Linked DNA regions of Bombyx mori: region 2 is linked to region 1. Evidence: chromatin contacts called from public Hi-C data. All regions are on one chromosome and are shown on one strand. The core of a region is the stretch at or near the end of the contact, and the rest is flanking DNA. Distances in the headings are between cores, read along the strand shown.

Region 1 (2,525 bases), core at 13-2,512:
ACCAGGTGGGCTGTGAGCTCGTCCACTCATCTAAACAATAAAAAAAAATAAAAAAAAACTGTTTTTTGGTGTAGCAGTAACTATCTTAGAACATCATTATTGTAATATTTTTTATAAAAGCCTGAATTAATAAAAGTTATACGCAAACAACATTCAGGTCACCAGTCTACCCAGCAACGTTTGCTCAGTGGAAGACCCACCCTTTGTCGTTTCCTCCAAATGTATTTCCATATTTTTTTAAACACTATGTTTTGAATATGTAAATAGTATTTTTTGATACATATTAGAAACAATTTAAGTTACGGCCATCTCTTGACCAGCTGCACACTGTCTGTCCGCCCTCTGTATGCCCTTTGGAATAGGAACCCTTAAATTGACAATTTAAGATACAGATCATATATATTCTTGTATACTTTATATATTAGTGTACCATTTCTAGAAGTATACACAATAATATTGGGAGTCTTCTTAATTTTGTTAATTAATAATTTAATATTAAGATCAAATAATAATGAAAACAAGTGAATAATTCTATAATTTTTTTATTTTGTTAAATCACTTACAGACCATAGGTCTTACAAAATAAACTATTGTTATAACTTAAATTAGAAAATATATCAACTTAATATTAAACAATAATTCAAGAAATTAGATCACGATTAGTGGTCAATAATAACAAAGCTGTACGAGAAAAATGCAATTAATAAAGATATTTTTTGTTTATTTTTCATTTCCTTTTTTTTTTAAATCACAATTTATTTGAAATACAATTCGCCTTCTAAAACGAAGGCATTAAACTTTTTTTTTTCTTATTTTAAAAACTTATAACGAAAATTCTTGTGAAAAACGCAAGTAATGAGTAATAAGTACAATACCAGTGGATAATCAATAATATAAAAAATCTGCATAAGAGTTAAAAAATGCTTAAAGAATAATTTGAACTTTGAAACTATTTCTGATTTAACTTTAGGTACATACGTACAACATCATTGACACAAACAAAACTAAGTCATACATACAGTACATAAAGATATCCGTTGTCGATATTAGAAATCAATTTCAACACATGGAATGCGACCATTTTGTTTGACTGCCGACTGGCTGGCTTAGAGCGCGTGGACTGCGATACCCCGGCTGACTCTTGTTAATCAATCGGCTATGGACGAATACTTATTTCATATAAAAATGCACTTTTCATTATTCTGACTAGACCGCACACACACTTGTTAGCCCTCCTGTCACCGTCACACCGGGCTGTCACACTGACACTGACAAGCAAATGTCGATTGTTTTCACAATTGAATGTCTAAGGGCCTTCTGGACCGCTTCGTCGCGGGCTCCCAATCTTTGAATAGCAAATTCGTCAGGATCGGCGATCGATTGTGGGTTGTAGTTTTCATTTGACGATCAGACCGGGGTTCTTTTGGTACTCCATCGGGAGGAAGATGTGCATCAGTTTCTCGATTTCGCCTCTGCACAACGGACAGCGGTTGCATCTGTAAACAAATAACAAAATCACAATTATAAATACGATTCAAAAAACTTCTTTATTTCAACACGTCATATTCATCAAATTTTGAATGTGTAAAACTTAATATATCAATATAGTAATCTGTGATGTGAACTGAAACAATTCTCGTATCTCTAAATATGAGATATTTTTACCTTTATCTTTTCCTCGGATAAGTTCATTCTGAACTAATGAGTTATTGTATGTAATGGAGAGAGTCTTGTATTAAAATATTCCTTTGATTTTAATAATGTTTTAAATATTTACTAAATCAACGTATAGATGTCGCTATCATCAAGTTTTAACATATCAGCTGAACTTATGTTATATTAATGGACTTCATAAGCTATTGTAGAAGCAGCAGTCAATAGTTTATCTTAATATTATTAGTAATTTTTGATTGCTTAGACATGGTTCTTAAGTTAGTTAGTTACCTAGGAGCGCACTGTCCGCAGCAGACCACGTGTCGACACGGCAGGAACAGCGAGTCGATGGGCTCGTCCATGCACACGCGACACGCCAGCGCCTCACCGCCGCCGCCGCTACTGCTGCTGCTGCTGCTCGATCTTGAACGGGTTTTCTGTGACAACAAGGTAAATTTTTATTTCTAGAAGAAATTTGAGGGGAAAGCAGATCTGGGCGGTTTGTAGGTGACTGCGTGCATACCTCGTGTCCCACCCGTGCGGGCGGCGCGGCGGGGGGCGCGGCGGGCGGTGCGGCGCGCGGGGCGGTGCGGTGTGCGGCGCGGCGCGCGCGGTCGTGCACCTCGCGGCACGTGCGCCGGATGTCGAACACGTAGCGGCGGCCCAGCGTCGTGGAGTCCTTGAATATCGATGCTATTGTGCCCTGTTCAAAATATTAACATTTATTTTTTAAGCAACTTTGTAAATCTTTACATTAAGACGTGAAGCCAAAACTTGCGTGGACAGAAGAGTATGACATTTGCCACACTTATAGAGAATAATAATAATATAGAGATGAAGTGCAGAATTTTTTTTTTTGGAGTTTACTCCTT
Region 2 (2,525 bases), core at 16-2,515, 35 kb after region 1:
CTGAGACGGCAAACATTTGTTTTGATCATGTATAGTTGATTTGAAATTGGTAGAAACAAAATTGCATTTGCTATTTCTCTTGGGGCTGTGAATAAGAAAGAGACAGATGCACGGAAAATCCAATAGAGAGTGACAAATATATTGAACTGTTTAATCATTGGTAGGACATTGTTTAAAAGTCCATATGGGTATGTCCACTATTTGGTCTATTTTAAATAAGAAGTATATAGCCGTTATAAAATACAATTTAAACATCGAACTCATATCTCAAGGTAGCATACATACTGCAACGATGTCTATGGCTTCCGTTAGTCCCGTTATCCACGAATTTCGTTAAGTCGCCTGCGTCTGCTCGTTTAAAAAATTCAAAAAATACGACAATGTTGCAGTAAAATTTATACAGTTTTGCCCAGTTTGTGGAACTTATAGAATTGTTTTTCCTTCTTCACAAAATGTGAGAAAAAGAAACTAAGTTGCAGGACGTGGCCAGGCGAGTTCTTTCAAAACGTTTACTAAAGCCTCAGTATATTCCCACAATCTTACTAGGGGCATGATTACATTTCATCATAATTTAATTTTAATTCAATCTATTTCATCCCATTGATAAATAGCTCAGATAAATCAAGATTAATTCATTCCTCTCCATTATACTTTTCCTTTCACAAAGTTTAAGTATGTAAACATCAATATGAGAAAATAAATAAACTCGACATGAAAAAGGAGATTTTTAAGACAAAATTTTGAAAAAATGGCTGATAATTTACAGAGCGGTAAAAAGCAAAATTATTGATATTTTTATCATCATGCCTTGTAGGCCAATTCATAGATTAAGAAAATATAAATTAAAATATTTAAATACATAGGTAGGTAGATACACTTTTGTTCTCAAATATATTAAGTGTATAATCTATGCACTTTTGTCATTTTATTTGCTTTCTTGCTTTTAGTGACATCTGTGAGAATTTGGAAGAAGCTTTGATCGTACAGTCCAGTTATAGGTACGTTCCGTTATCATTGATTCTTGTGTTGATAGTAAGAAAAAAAAAATCATTCACACTTACTTTGCATGATATAAAAAAGAAGAGGAAATAATCACTATATTATGAATATCTTAGAAAAGAGTTTACGAAAAAACAAACAAATATAAAATGGAAATTTTAATTGTGGAATCAACATCACACTCCGTTATACGCAAAACATTCAGACCACGAGCTGACTGTAGCGCCACTTGCGACAACATACATAACTAATTAAATCATATGACTTTCGTCACGACTCTTCATATCGCTTTATTGATTCGTGTCTCGGTTCTCGTACTCGGTCTTGGTCTACATAGTTTTTGTGTGTTTTCGATATGGCGAGTCAGACCCAAGGAATCCAACAGCTTCTAGCTGCTGAAAAACGCGCTGCGGAGAAAGTCAGCGAGGCAAGGAAGCGTAAGTTTTCGTTTCGTAGTTTTAATCACATTACGCCCTTTGCTGTTTCTTGGGAAAAAAACATATATCCTTGTCCTATGATCTGTAGTAACATGTAATATTCTATTAACTTTTTACTTCCTATGTGTTTAAAATAATCAAAATTCATATTTTGAGCAGAATCCATGGTCGTCACATGATTTAATTCAAATCATCGATATTACAGAGCTCACAATCCTATTCTTCATTGATTATGAAAATGAAACTTGACGAGTAACCAATCTTAATTGTTGTAAAATACTAAAATGATATTCCTAACACCAATACAACGACAGTGGGGCAAATGATGATATGATGATGAAAAGTTGTCTCACCCGATTAATTGGACTTAGCTTACTTGAAATTCCACCATCCTGATTATTATTCCCGCGAAGCAGATAAGCGTAAATTAGGTTGGCCGTCACTCATATAAGACATAAAAAAGGAACTACAAACTAACATAATTTCGTTTAGTTTCATTAAATCTTGAATGTTGATGAATTAGGAGTAATCTCTAAAAATACTCAATCTATAACTTATTTTGAGCATTTCTGGGGTTTGAGTTATCTCTGCAAAATTACATCAGATACCATTTAGTTATGACTAAATACAGAAATTATGAAATTTTCAAATTTCTATTAATATTGTTAGCCTCTCGTCCAATTGTTTTAATACAGAATCACATCTTAGGCATCATATACTATTACAAAATAACCTTTAATTGGTTATTTAATTTAAGGGCACCTTCTTTACTTAAATGATACACTTTTTGATATGACATAAATTCACCAGACAAATAGAATAAAAAAATAAACAAAAAGAAGTCTATAGTTTTTACCAAAAAATGATTATGTTAATGTTGTAAGAAAAGGTATAAAAATGAAATGTTTTTATAACAGGAAAAGCGAAACGCCTAAAGCAGGCCAAGGAGGAGGCTCAAGATGAAGTTGAAAAGTACAGACAGGAGCGTGAAAGGCAGTTCAAAGAATTTGAAGCCAAGGTATGTAAACATTCACAAAAAGTCCACTGTAACTCTACTGTAAAATTGTCAATCCCCAGCAAATTAGGTTA

The links. Hi-C and Micro-C count contacts between places; a contact is called where the count stands out from the background.
Region 2: a Hi-C map of midgut shows a contact between it and region 1, with 2.2 times the contacts expected there. The contact joins the promoter of LOC692985 here to the enhancer-like site in region 1. A contact is called at or near these places in 5 of 7 Hi-C or Micro-C datasets (midgut, posterior silk gland, an unstated tissue and 1 more).

Annotation. Positions count from the first base shown.
Region 1 is chr20:521,664-524,188 of ASM3026992v2, forward strand. It overlaps LOC101741011 (E3 ubiquitin-protein ligase MYLIP), which reads right to left. Exons shown (of 6, transcript XM_004926892.4): 4 at 2,177-2,356; 5 at 1,945-2,090; 6 at 527-1,496. The coding sequence ends at 1,397. It overlaps LOC134200718 (a long non-coding RNA gene), which reads left to right. Exons shown (of 3, transcript XR_009975758.1): 2 at 1-2,103. Among protein-coding and RNA genes, the nearest start is that of LOC134200718, 3.4 kb to the left of the region's middle. Within about 2 kb of position 1,263, at least 8 of the 8 cell types and tissues checked have open chromatin away from gene starts, as enhancers often do.
Region 2 is chr20:556,823-559,347 of ASM3026992v2, forward strand. It overlaps LOC692985 (vacuolar ATP synthase subunit G), which reads left to right and starts at 1,266. Exons shown (of 4, transcript NM_001046822.1): 1 at 1,266-1,436; 2 at 2,354-2,454. The coding sequence starts at 1,355.